2 separate regions of the Mus musculus genome follow, and region 2 is linked to region 1. Evidence: chromatin contacts called from public promoter capture Hi-C data. All regions are on one chromosome and are shown on one strand. Each heading gives the region's core, a stretch centred on a gene start, on an enhancer-like site or on the middle of the called end of the contact. The rest is flanking DNA. Distances are from core to core; before and after follow the strand shown.

What was found. Promoter capture Hi-C pulls out the DNA fragments that hold promoters and counts their contacts.
Region 2: a promoter capture Hi-C map of liver shows a contact between it and region 1, with 4 times the contacts expected there. The contact joins the promoter of Irf2bp1 here to the promoter of Epn1 in region 1. A contact is called at or near these places in 3 of 39 promoter capture datasets (frontonasal cranial neural crest, liver and pre-B cells) and 1 of 484 Hi-C or Micro-C datasets (B cells).

What each region holds. Positions count from the first base shown.
Region 1 is chr7:5,076,827-5,083,566 of GRCm38.p6, reverse strand. Epn1 (epsin 1) reads right to left here and starts at 3,332. Exons shown (of 12, transcript NM_010147.4): 1 at 3,090-3,332; 2 at 1,446-1,549. It overlaps U2af2 (U2 small nuclear ribonucleoprotein auxiliary factor (U2AF) 2), which reads right to left. Exons shown (of 12, transcript NM_133671.3): 12 at 3,622-4,385. The coding sequence ends at 4,251.
Region 2 is chr7:19,002,753-19,010,212 of GRCm38.p6, reverse strand. Irf2bp1 (interferon regulatory factor 2 binding protein 1) reads right to left here and starts at 6,155. Exons shown (of 1, transcript NM_178757.4): 1 at 3,450-6,155. The coding sequence starts at 5,776. The coding sequence ends at 4,022.

The sequences.
Region 1 (6,740 bases), core at 2,083-4,582:
TGAGGGGAAAGCAAGATGCTAAGTGGCTGAGAAGACTCCCTCCCGTTAACTTCTGTCTTAAAGCTAGCTCATCCTTCTTTCAGTTCCTCAAACAAGTCTAGGTTCTTCCTGCCTGGGGCCCCAGATCAGCTAAGGCAGAACATGTAAGTGGTAGGTCAGACACCCTGAGTCCATACTCTAACTTAGCCACATCTTAACAGGAAAAGCCATTAGACCTTGGATTTCTCTGGGACAAAGTGAAGTGTTGCACATGTGATAAGGGTCTACTACACAGGTTGCAGTAGAAGCCAGCCAGCTCTCAGGGGGCACCCCGTCCCGTCCTGCTAACAAACTCTTCCTCCTTCCTCACCAGATTTGCCACACATCCCCAGGGTGCTGCTTACACGAACTCAAATGTCATTGTCACTGTTCCCAGAGGGGTTGCTGTGAGTGGATTCTTGTGATTTTTAAAGCTGTTTGTCTGATTCGGAAACTATGGTTGACCTAAGACCCACAGTGATAGAAAGGATATTTGTTTGGTTTTCTCTACAAAGAAGCTGGCTGGGAAAAACCATTCAATCAACAGTGCAGGAAGGAAATTGAGAAAGAAAGAAAGAAAGAAAGAAAGAAAGAAAGAAAGAAAGAAAGAAAGAAAGAAAGAAAGAAAGAAAGGAAGGAAGGAAGGAAGGAAGGAAGGAAGGAAGGAAGGAAGGAAGGAAGGAAGAAAGAAAGAAAGAAAGAAAGAGAGAAGCAAACAACCCTGGGACAGGAGTCATGGCAAAAGAGGCCAATGATGGGATTTAAAAAAATGGTAGGGAGACAGAGGAGATAGCCTGAGGCAGTGGGAGACTGGGGAGTGGGGGTGCCCAGGGGACTAGGTGTCCAGAGGGTAGGGAGGGAAGCTCAAGGGAGCAGAGAGATAAGAAATGTAGGAGTCCCCACTAATGGATACCAACTGTGCCACGAGGCACATATCATCTAACAATGAATGTAGACAATGGCCTCATGGAAGTTTAATAACTTGGTCAAGGTCATATCATAAATGCAAAAGCAGACTCAACAATCAAACCCATATTACCTGTATAAACTCATTTTTTTGTGGGTTGGGGGGAGGGGGTGACACAACATCTCTCTACATGGCCTTGACTGTCCTGGAACTTGAAGAGCTAAATCCATGTGTCCCTCCCCTCCCAAGTACGGAGTTAAAGGTGTGTGCCATTAAACTCATGCTTTTAAATTAACCTAAATAAACTAACCTGTGCTGTGACCAGCTGTCAGAAAGCATCAAGGGCAGAAATCAAGCAAATGAGGGGAATATTAACAAGCACTTCCACAACCTTTACATCCTTCTAGGCACCCATTAAGTCCTTTGCGCTATCAACTCAATCCTTACAAATCCATGACTCACAGCCACTTTACACAGGAGGGAACAAGGGCACATTAGCACCTTGCCCAGGGACACACACCTCACAACTGGAGCAGCCTGGGTCCAGAGTAGACTCCGATCACCAGTCTGTGCCTCTCCAACAAGCCATGGAGGGAGATTTACTGAGCCCTACCATGATCCAACCTGAAGGAAGACATAGGAGAATAGGAAAGGCTGCTCTTTACCTTGAATTCAGGCCAGAAAATGGAGCACCTGCAAACAGGCATAACTAGGCAAAGAAAAAAAAAAAAAAAAAGCAGCTGGGTCCCAAGTCAGGCCTGGACAGACACCAGAAGACAAACATATGACAAACATAAGGAGACTGGGGGAGGGGAGAGAAAGGGAGGGAGAAAGGGAGAGAAAGAGGGAGGGGGGGAGAGAGAGAAGAGAAGAGAAGAGAAGAGAAGAGAAGAGAAGAGAAGAGAAGAGAAGAGACACACCAAAACTCGGGCAAAAAGAAAGCAATACAGCGAGGCAGGAGGACAGGGAGGACAGAAAGACAGGGACCCTGAAACAAAACACACACATGACACCCAGGGCTGGGGGGGGGTGGGAAGAGATATAACTTAAAAGAACACAAAATTTGCACTCAAATCCCGGCCACATAAGCAACCAGCAAAACAACCCTGTGACTCAGTTCACCTAACTGTGTAACAAAGGGAGGGGTGCTGCCCGGCAAGCTTGCTGATTAAATAAGACGGGTACATAAAGAACTTGGTTCTGTGCCCCACAGATAGTAGGCGCTCGGTACTCCTGGCTGCTATTATTATCAGAAAAAACATTTCCAAAAGGGTGGCATCTAAAGACGCACTATCCTAACACCAACTACCTACTTCAAGCATGTTCAAAAAAAACATACTAAATCTCACAAATGCTGCTGAAAATGGGGCCATTTTCCACAGTTAATTTAGAATTTCTTATTAAACAGTACAAACAATATAGTGAGTCCCCAAGGGGGACTCAAAAACCTGGTATCAAATACTAAGCGAGACAAAATCTCTAGTAACTAGAGCTACTAATAATCACATGCTTAACTCCAGGCCAGACACTGTAAGGCACTTTACCAGGACCACTCCAATGCGCAGAGACCCTGTGGTGCAGGAATTATGAATGCTTCCGTTTAGAAGACTAGGAAAACTGAAGACCAAGGCAAGCAGCGGGGGCTTTGGAATCCACAGCCAGAGCTCTTGTCAGAACACCAGAGACTCAGAAACCTGGGAAGCACATCCTAAGCAAAAGCAGTGGGTTCCTAGAAAGGAATTTTGGGCCTGGGGACGACAGCAATGACCCGGAGAGAAATAATGCACCAAGAGGGAGACCAGTCTGGGGAAATGAAGACACAGAAACCCAGAAAATACAAGCATTGCATGCATCCTGACAGGAACACGGAGCAATCCAAGACACAAACAGCACTCGGATCTCCAAGCCCTTTTGTACAAACACAGAAACACAGAAGCAGAGCAACACAGACAGCAGGGCCACGCGAGACGGGGACACTGACAATCCCAAAAAAAGACACACACCGGCAGGCAAACCCGACCCGGGCACAGCGGTACAAAAGCAGCCACAAGCCATCAGCGGCTGGAACACCGGCTCCGAGGCTGGCTGGACCCGCGCGCGCCACGGCCCAGGCCGGAACACCGGACTTGCCGCGACGGAGGCCAGCATTGCGCCCCTCGCTCACCTCGGCCCGCTTATACCGGGCTTCCAGGGGTCATGACGGTCAGCCCCCTGCCCCCGCTCGGCCTCGGTGTCGCGGGGCGCGCGCCGAGCTGCGGGAAGCAGAAGTGCGCACGTGCGCACGCACAGACGCACGGAGGGCCGCACAGCGACGGCCCCGCCGCCCCGGCGCCCGGGAGGGGCGCAGAGAGCCGGGCGGGGGAGGGGAGCCGCCGAGCGGACGGGAAGCAACCGAAGGTGGCAGCGGACCGGAAGCGGAAATGAACTCACGTGCCCCGCCCTCTGCACTTCGCCCGGCAGCCTCCACTTCCGCGACCAAACCCACCCCGGCACCATTTCCGGCGCACGGGACTGCGCGTCCTTATGCCCTTGCGTCACTTCCGCATCTACGCAGCAGTGGAGACGCGTAAAGGTCCAAGCCTTGAAGCCTCCACTGTGGCTACCCTCGCGGGACCCTCAGGCCTGCCTCCTTCCCTGGGTGCCACCCTCCACACCCTCGGCCGAAAGAGACGGGCGGACACACTGGACACAGATGAGGATCCATAAAGTAAAATACAACAAAATGTTTAATGAGCAAATTCGTATTAGCAAATATGAAACTGCCACAGAGAGGGGGAGCGGGACAGAGACCACGGGTTGAGTCAGGAAGACTAAGGAGAAGAACCAACTACTTAAGAAACCAGGGTGGAGAACAGGAAGGACCAGAAGCCAAAGGACGGGAGCTGTGGTCCTGCAAAGGGAGAGGGCAGGGCACTGAGGGCCAGACAACAAAATTCAAAATAGTTTGGCCATAAAATATAAACACGCTATGTTCCTACCATGGGGGAAGAGAGGAGGAAAGGGGTGTAAGGGATAAGAGGCTGTTTGGGAAGGGGCTGTGGAGGTCCTACCCGCCCTGCTGTGCACACAGTCCCCATCCCAGCCCGTTCCCTCTGTGTCTGTGTGGGTGCATGTGTCTGTGTGGGCCTGTGTGCACTTGCCCAGTCCCCTTCCTGCCCTAGCCCCCCACCCCCCACCCCCCTTAATTGCTGCCATTCCAGTTGCTGCCGGCTGTCATTCGGCTGTCACTCCTCTGCCCATCTTCTTCAAGAGGGGGGAAAGGAGGAGGGGACAGGTGGGGGGAAAGTCCCCAGCCAGCCCTGCCCCCACCCTCCCCCAGCCACCTCTACCAGAAGTCCCGACGGTGGTAAGAATCAGGGTCACAGTATTTTGTGACCACCACTCTGTTGGCGAACTTGCGACCGGTTAGACCCTGCATGGCTTTCTGGCAGTCAAACACAGAGGTGAACTCCACGAAGATCTGTAGGAACAAGAGGCATATCTGTGAACAAGGTTGGCTCCTAGCATCTACTCAGCATTCATTTAAAGTACAGAATCAGCACAGGAAATGAGAGAACACCTCACCACACTGCACAGAGGACTTCAGTTCAGTATGAGGGTGTTTACCCAAACGTTCTCCAGTACCCAAGAACAAGGCACAGAAGCGAGACATCACAGAAATGAAGAAAACCAGGCAGGCCTGAGTCACTTAAGTACACGGGGCAGTGGCCAGAGGCAAGACCCCAGAGGAGAGAAGGGGTCACTTCTGCATCATGCACCCTACAGTGTTCCCCAAGCCACAACTGTCATGTTCTCCCCACAGACAAGGTAAGGAAAGCTCAGAAATTAGGACTCAAGCCCAACCTGAATTAAAACAGGTTCATCTATCCATGTTGACAAGCCTGCTTGAACCACTCAATCACCTTAAAGGAAATGATTACAATGAAGGTCCCCTAACATGGGAACTGCATGACTACCGCACTACTTTAACAAACCAGTTGACTTCAGAAGAGAGTGGAGAGAATATGAGATAAAAGTGATAGAAACTTTATGGGGCCAGCAAAATGGCCCTACAATTCCGGCATCCTGCATTCAACCCGACTCCTTCCCAAAACACTGTCCTATGCTTGCACAAAAACAAAAACAAGTGAGTTAAAAGGGGCTGGAGAGAGAGGGCTCAACAGTTAAGAGCACTGACTGCTCTTCCAGCGGTTCTGAGTTCAATTCACAGCAACCACACAGTGGCTCACAACCATCTCTAATGGGATCCGATGACGTTTTCAGGTGGGTCTGGCAGCGACAGTGTACTCACATACATTAAATAAATCTTTTTAAAAAATCTGTTAAAAAGAAACTGCAACCAAAATCAGGATTTGGACCTTACTGAAACAAGACATTTTAGAGATAGTAACATTTAAACAGAACTTAGGTAGACTAGACACCAAGGAATTAAATGAAGACTGTTTTACTATAATAGCATTCTTTAAAAAAACCAAGGTTATGGGTTTAGCCCGCTGGTTCTGGGGACAGAGATAATAAGCACTGTCTGTTAACACAGAAGTGTAGCTAGCACCTACTCTTTAAGCTTTAAGTACTCTTTAAGCTTTAAGTACTCACTGCATAATCCAGGTGTGAGGATACACATCTGCAATCCCAGCAGGGAGGCTGAGGCAAGATCACTAGCCCAAGATCAGTAGGGACTATGCAGTAAAACCCCATCTCAAAGCAGAAACAACCCCCCCCCCCAATATTGATAACTTAAAGCTGGATAATATACACTAAGCATCAGCATCAATCTCATATACTTTTAGAAGTTTAAGAATAGAACAAAGGTTAATATGGTAGCTAAGTGACACTAGTTCAAAGCTAGCCAAGCTGAGGCACCATAGTAAAACCCCATCTCAAATGAAAATCAATACACTCTCTCCCCCCGACAAAGAGTTAGCCGCTCAAGAGGCCAGTCTGTGCATTCAGAGATCCTGTATTTATTTACTCAATCCCCATTTAAGGCAGGCTTCCATTAAGGTGCCAGCCTGAATCAGAAAGAGTGGCATATCAAATACAGGCAAAGAAGCAGTCAAGAGGCTTTTTTAGTCAGATAGTCTTCTTCCTTTTGACTACTGCACCAGACCTCTGCTGCATTCCCAAGATTCATTTGAAACCTGCCCAGCCTCCCCATGTCTGAGTTTCTATCAATCCTCACCCACTTGGGAGTTCCCATCTACCCAGCTAACTGCTTCCTAGCTGACTCTATTAGGATATCTAAGTAACCTCAGAGGCAGTAGGCCTAAAAATGGCTCCACCTCACCTGTCACTCCCATCTCCACAAACTCATCCATTTCTCATTGCCCATTATAGTCACCACATCACTATGGACACAGAGATATTCTGAATGTCACTGGGCAATTTCGCCACTTCAAGTTTTATGGGGCATACAACCTGTATGTTTTCACTAGATAATATCACCTTGACTAAACAGTTTTATCTCCCAGCACAAGACATACTTTAAAGCAGGCCACCATCTTTCTCTTATACTAATACAGGCAACCCCATGGATCACCTGACTCATGACTCGGCACTCTCCATACATTATCAAAGAGCTAGCATTACATCAGCTTCCTTCTATCTGTGAAGCTCCACTCCTCTACAAGAAAACCCTAGGCTTCTTCCTCAAGTTCATAAGGACCTCCATAATCCTCTTGCAAAATTGGCCTCTTCTCTCAAATCCTGCTCATGGTCCTTTCAGCCATAACAAGAGTTCCTAAAAACCAATGGCTGAACATCCTGGCCTCATCTCATTCATACTCCTGCAATGTAGCAATTAGCTCTACAGGGG
Region 2 (7,460 bases), core at 4,906-7,405, about 14 Mb before region 1:
TCTGTAGCTGCGGATGGCCTTGCATGACCCGTTCTCCTGTTTCTACCTCTACATTGCTGCCATTACTGGCACGAGCCACCATGTCCAGCTCATGAGGTGTTGTGTATTGAACCCAGCGCTTCTTGCACACTAGACAAACACTCTGCCAAGGGAACTATGTGCCTAGGCCTAGTCTGTTTTTGTTTTTTAAAATTCATCTGTTTTAGTGGAGTTGTGGGGGTGTTCTTTTGTTTTTCTGAGCTATATAGCTCAGGCTGGACGCAAACTCACTTTGTTGCCGGGGATGACGCTGAACTCTATCTTGTTCCTCCTAACGTCCGTCACCTCCCAGGTGCTGGGGTGACAGGCCACCACACCTGTGCTCCCTGTATTTTAATCTCTTGGTATCTTTCTGTACATACTTCCTTTTGCCCGTGTTTCCGTGGCTCCGGCTTTCCCTGCCATCTCTTGATTCTGCTGTCGGTCTTTCTCCATCCTTTCCTTCTTGCCAGCCCAGTTTGTGTCTGCAACTTCAGAATCACTTTATTGTGTCATTTCCCAACTCTGGGCTCCCAAGCTGCTTTTTACCATGGAATCTTCTCCCACCTTCTCAGTTGGTTCAAGTCTTGGCCACAGTGGCAGACTGTGCTGTGCCTTGGCCCTTCAGGGACAGAGTGGGCCCCCAGCCTCTGCCCCAGCCCGCTGGTATATATAAAAAGGTATATGCACATCTTATTTATATCTGTATGGGGGCAGGAGGGGCAGACACTGGGGCCTTTGTGTAGCCGCAGCCCGAGGCCTGCCTGCTCGACACTCCTCTTTTCGTTCCTGCTACCCGCCTCGCCTCTATTCACTGACACCCCTCCACACACAAAGGTTCCTGTGGGGGCCTGCCAGCTTCCTCTGCCCAAGGTGTGAGTGGGCAGGGCATGGGCAGGCATACAGGGGAACCTAGAATCCTTTTTCCAGGGTCTGAGGGGCTTTCCTGGTGGAGAAAGTTGTAGGACAGGACTTCTCCACGTTACTGTCTGTCTGCATCTGTTGTACCTGGTTGTCCTAAGATCCTTAGGTGGCCTCTCCCCATAGGACTTGCTCTGGCTCATGGCTGCTTTGGTGAGGAAGCAAGCAGGTTACTACCACAGGACCTTTGCACATGTGAGCCATTCTCATCTCTCTTGACATGCTCCTTTCTTTCCTTTGGTTCTCAGCGAACCCTTTCTAAAATAGCAACGTGCCTTTGCCTGGCCTGTCTTTTCTTATGACTTGAGCTCCTGTGGCTGCCATGGTTTAAGGGTCCGTGTCTCTCATTTGAACAGTCATTTCTGGAAACAGAGGCTGCATTCACAACTCTATAAACTGTAGCATCTGACCCGGGACTTGTCACCCCATGGTGGCTGAGCCATTTTTACTGAGGGTTAAGGATCCTGTTTATTTATGCATCCCTTAGACTAACTCTGGGCTGGGTGATGCTGAGGGTACAGTGTAGCAGCCCGGGCTTTCCCGTCTGGGGGCTCACAGTGCAGGAGTGAGGCAGTCATTAAATCTTCCCTTGTCCTCACCTGCTTTTTTTCTTCTCCATCTTTGTTTGCTTTCTGAGATGGGCTGTTCCATGCTGCCCAGTCCAGCCAGGAACTTGTGCCCACTTTCTGCCTCGGTGTCCTGAGTGCCGGGACTGTGGGCATCATTCTGTCTCCCAGCTTGTACATCCCCTTCCTCGACCTTTCTGGACATGCCTCCATTAAACTCACTCCTCCTCTGTTTTCCTCAATTTTTGCCTCACTTTCGAGCTTCTCTGTTTTCCATGCCTCTCTGGACAAGCGTTTGTGGGGCTGGAGTGATGGCTTAGGGGTTAAGAGAACCCAGGTTCAGTTCCCAGTACCCACACGGCAGGGGATCTGACATCATCACACAGACACATGTAGATGAAACAGCACTGGACATAGAATTTTAAAAAGGCTTTTGTGGTGTTGGGGATGGAACCCACACTCTTCCAGATGCTTAGGCAGGGGCTCTACCACTGAACCACACCCCCAGCTCTTTACTGTAGACCTTAGGCAAACCCTCTGCCACTGAGTCACACACTCAGGCCTTCACTGGCCCTCTAGGCCAGGGTTCTATCACTGAGCCCCACTCCCAGCCCTCACCAACTGGCCACTTGCTCCTCTCTTCCCTACTTCTGTGGTTTCCCACATTTTTCAGGACGTCTCTGCAGCATATTCCTTAGTCTTTCTGCCTACTCTCTGGTCCCCAAATCCTTCCACCCTAACCCCACCTGGGTACTGGGGGAAGGGGAACTGACCCATTCCCCCCCCCCCAACACCCACACAGGTCAGGCTGTCTGTTCTGTTAATAGTTAACCCAACCTCTATCTAAAATACACAGCAGCCAGGCTGGGGGTGACTCCCCTGCCCCCCGCCCCCACCTACCAGCTGCTCTTAAAGGACCAGGTGTCTTCCACAGCTGTGAGCCCTTCCTGGAGCAAGGTGGCCAGGTGTGAGGAGGCCTCTAGTCCTGAGGATTTAGGGGGAGGGGGAAGAGAGGGTGCTTGGGTCTGCAGCCCTGGATCAAACAGGGAGTCCTCTGAGGGAGGGGTGCTCTCTCCAGCACCACCCCTGCTCCTGTTTATCACCTGGCGTATTTAATCAGGGATAGTTTTCCCAGCCCTGCCCTGAGCCTAGGCTGGTGCTTGGGTTGGGTTGCCTGAGCAGGTATGTGCTCCCTACTGGGGTGGGGGAAACATTACTCAAGATCCTGCAGAGAGCTGGGGCCATGTCTGTCTTCAGGTGAATGAGGGGCACAAGGCAGTGAGGAGACACCTGGAGAGGAGATCAGGGACACCCTTGGGTCGCTGGTTCTCACTGGACACTGTCTCGTTGGCTTACCATTGTATCCCTTCCCGGAATCTCCATGTCAGGGTCTCAAGTGGGGGCCAGGATGTGACTGCTGGGGCCACCCCCTCCTTTTAACCCCTGTTTTGCCATAGTCTGCCTAGGCCCCAGACCCCACCCCCATGACGCCAGCGGGCAGGAAATCCTGGTTAATGATCAGTCACCCAGGACAGGTGCGGGACAAGGCCGCACACACATCAGAAGCAGCCGCGGTGGGCGGGAGCCTTTTACTTAGCTCCTAAGTGTTTTAGGGTGATAGCCACTGTCCCCAGATGAAGGGCGTGAGCCCAGTTCAGGTTTCTCAGGTGTGTCCATCTCTTGGGCACTATATGAAGCAAGAAGGTACCATCCTGCTCCCATATACATTTACCCAGGAAGGTTCAACTCACTCTTTCCATGGACAGTGCCCCTAGAAATATCTCCAAGTAAACTACCTCTAGAACACTTCCTACTTCTTTTCCCTCCTCTGATGTCTCTGCATTCAGAGGGCCAGCTGTAGTGCAAACCTACTCTCAAGTTTGTGATCGCCGTGCAGGAGCCAAGCCCTGTCAGAATCTCAGTACCATCGTCTGCAAAACCGGCCTCGACTACACCTTTAATTAGAGCACAGCAAATGTACACTACTACAAACAGCAGCCCACTGGACAAAAGGCACCACCTAGTGGTCACAACGCAGAAGTCCTCTTGCGCGCAGGACAAGTCCAATCCCGAAGGGGGCGCAGCATCTCATAAAAACTAAAGGGAACAAGAAGGGGGAAAAAGAACAACCCATCTCTCAGTTTATTGAAGGAGGAAAAGGGTGGGAGAGGGGGAACAATAAAATGCTTTTGCTTCGTTTATAAAGAGCGAGTTCTCAGGAGGTCCCTTCTCAAGGACACGCGGGGTACCTCTCACCCAACTACCAACAGCAGGAAAGCCAAGCCAAGAAAGGAAAAAGAAAGGAGGGGCCCAGGAACCCCAAACACCCTCTCTGACAGGAGCCACAAGCTCTCTCCCCCCACCCACAATGTATCTACCCCAGGGGACCCATCTGGGCAGAGGAAAGGGTATATACATAGGTTAGGGTGGTACAGGGTTGGGTGCGGTAGGGAATAATTTATCCGCAGATGCGGTGATGGTTAAGGGGGAGGGGAAAGAAGCCTGGCAGTGGCAGCCTAGGGGTCTCTTTCTTTCTTGACCTTGATGTCACCAGCAAGAATAGTAGCGATCTCGCCCTGCATGAAGGCCCAGGGGACAGAGGAACCCACCAGTGGACATTTGTCTCCACTGGGGCAGTACACCTCTCCGGCTGGGCCCTGTGCCTTGATAAACTCTCGGGAGCAAGGAAAGCAGAACTTGTGTCCGGGTACCGAGGGACACTGCACGAAGTGGGTGTCTTCCAGCCTTTCTCTGCACAGGGTACAGCACAAGGGGGCTCCAGGGGTCGCCCCTGTGCCGCTACCACCCCCGCTGACAGCTTCAGCCCCGGCAGTGGGGCTGACTTCTGCCTCTCCATTGCGTGCCACCAAACGATGCTGGGCCGGTGGTTGGGTTGTGGAGGAAGCCGCGGGGCTAGCACCCCCTGCGCGGACAGAGCCTCCACCCCCACCAGGGTCCTTGGGTGAGTGGCCCAGAGCCTCGGCCACATTCTTGAGGGCAGCAATAGGTGAGGGCACACCAGGGGTCTCTGAAGAGTATGGACCGCCTGGCGCCACCCAGTGCCGCTGTTGCTGCTCCTCCGTGGTCATCTTCCCAGCTGTCTCGCCCTCGGGCTCAGGGGATGCTTTGCGACGGCGTGGAGTGGGCGCCAGGTTTCGGGATGGGGCTCTTGGAGGTGGGCCACACAGAGCAGCAGGGGCCGGTTCTGGGTACTGCTGGGGCAGGGCCTCCGCAGGAGCAGGCTCTCGGAAGCTGCGGACCCCATCCGTAAGCAGCTCTCCTAACTGGCGCCATTCCCCTGAACCATGGCGCCGTTCATACTCGAGGTACTTGAAGCCCGATGAGGCCAGGGCCTTCCCTGGCTCTCGAAGAGCATCATGAAACATCTGGCGAGCCACTGCAAGGACCCCCGCGTAAACATTGCCAGAACCACAGGGGTATTCGGTGAAGAGCTTCAGCTCGAACTCATAGCCCGGAGGGCGGGCAGTGGCATCAAAGGCGAACACCCGTCCCACCAGCCCGTGGTCCTTCTTGAATCGAACATTGAAAGGGGCACAGGCGGACAGAGCCAGTAGCTGTTCCCTTACAGCCTTGGGACGCCCATGCCACTCCTCCGCCCGGCCCCGCATGGCCTCGTTCAGTTCTGCCAAGCAGTCCGCATTCCTCTGCTGCTTCTCCTTCTCGAAATCGGAGCCGAAAAGTGGACGAGCGGGGCTTAAGCCAGGTGCCAGCGTCAGAGCTCGGCCTCCAAGGCCAGACACTGCAGCTGCCAGCAGCCCGGGGGGCATCAAGCTGGGGATGGAGCCAAGCAAAGCCCTGCGTGCCCCTTCCGCCACGGCCTCCTCGCGGCCCAGCCCGTTGGCCAAGCGGGACCCCAGGGTGTACTCCAAAGCCGGCGAAGGCAGCGCCAGGCGGCTGGATGAAGTAGCCCTGTCATAGCGGTCCGGGCCTGAGACGCTACCGCCGGTCCCCGATGGCTGCGCCTGGGCCTGCGGGGGTGGCAACTGGGAGCCCTGGGAGCCCGTGGAGGCTAGGTCCTTGGAAGTCGGGTGCTTGAGAGCCGGGGGTCCGGGCGAGCGGCCCTCGGGGAGCACGTGGCTGCGCTTGAGCTGGCGGGCGGCGTCGATGAGCAGCTCGATGCGGTCCGCGCCCTCGAAATTCACGCACCCGCGGCACACAGCCTCGCTGAAGTCCCACACCATGGCCCACGGCATCTTGGGCAGGTCGCACAGGTAGCACCACTGGCGGCGGGACGCTTGCACGGACGCCATGGCGCCCCCCGGAACGCCGCCAGGTGCCCCTGCTGTGCACCCGCCGCCCACGTTCGCTCCGCCGTGCCCCGGGACGGGCGCGCGAGCCGCTCAATCCGGCCTCGGGCTCGGCCTCCCCGCCGGATTCAGGCCCGGCCCCCCTTCCCCGCCCCCTGGGCCCTCAGCCTTTTTTTTCCTCTCTCTCTCACTCCCGCCTCCGGTGGAAAAGGCAAGCCACGAGCACGCACGTCGGCGCCCCCGTCCGGTCCGCGCCGTGAGCCGCGATGCACAGCTCCAGCTCCTCGATGGGCCTCGGGCGCCGCCGCCCCAGGCTCCCGCCGCTCCGCTCGCGCCGCCGACGCCGCTGCAACGGCCGCCGTCGCCTCCACCTCCTTCTTCTGCCCCAGAGGCCGCTTCGCAGGGAAAGTTACATAACGCGCGGGCAAAGCCTTCTGGGAAATGTAGTCCCGTCGGGGCTGCTTCTTAAAGGGGACTGGGTAGAAAGCAGTGGCGGGAAAAGAGGGCGCGCGCTGGTCTGGGTGCTTAATTTTCACTGTGCCTCGCCAGGAAGCTGGGGTTCGCACACAGGGTCCATGGAGTGGGTAATGGTTTCATAAATGCTCGGGTGGCCAAGTTGCTGTGGATGCAATTTCCCCCCTTTCCCCGCCCCCTCTTTCTTTCTTTTTTTTTTTTTTAAACAATCTTTTTTTTTTTTTTTTAGATTTATTTATTTATTTATTTATTATATGTAAGTACACTGCAGCTGTCCTCAGACACTCCAGAAGAGGGAGTCAGATCTCGTTACGGATGGTTGTGAGCCACCATGTGGTTGCTGGGATTTGAACTCCTGACCTTCGGAAGAGCAGTCGGGTGCTCTTACCCACTGAGCCATCTCACCAGCCCCCCCTCTTTCTTTCTTAAGACTTAGATTTATTCTTTAGCTCAGGTTGGCCTAGAAGGCTAGCCTATGTAGTCTAGGCTGGCCTCAAACTTGCTGCAATCTCCCTGCTTCAGCCTCCTTGTGGGTTTACAGTCCCGACACCATACCCAGAAGCCGGAAAGCAGTTTCTGCTCTGATTTGCTGAGCAGTTCTAGAAGAGTCTTGCCCTCTCTTAGAATCCCGCCCCTTCAAGAAGGGCCAATAACCGGTTAGAAAGGCAGCAGCTTTGGGGGAATTGGGGCGGAGAGGCTCTGATTGGACGGTTTCAAGGGGATGGTTTCAGGCAACTCTTGGAGAGTAGTGTCTACTTGGCAGTTTGTCCTTCCCAGTGTCTTAGGTACTAGCCTCAAGGGCGGCCCAGAGGCTACAGGATGATAAGACTGTAGGCTTCCGAGCCAGGCGGCTGCCTTAGTTTCCTCATCTGCTAAAGAACGTTCTCTGAGCCTGCCAATTCTGCTCCAGCTGTGCACGTATTTGGTCTCTAAAGGGTTACAGAGTTGGCTTCTCGGTACACCTCCAATTTCACTACAATTCCCAAAATGCTCTGCGAGATGGACGCACTGACGTACTTCCTCTGCTTGGAAGCTTGGGGGGGGAAGGCCTTCCCGATTCTTGCCCCCCCCCCTTGCTAGCAGGGAATTTCGCCCTCTCCCTCCACCCCCACCCCCCAGGTTAGGGGGCTCTTATTACTCTTATATTTGGAATGAGGAAGCCAAGAGGAGATTGCTGGGAAGGGCAACCCCAAACCTCCAAGTGCTTAATGGC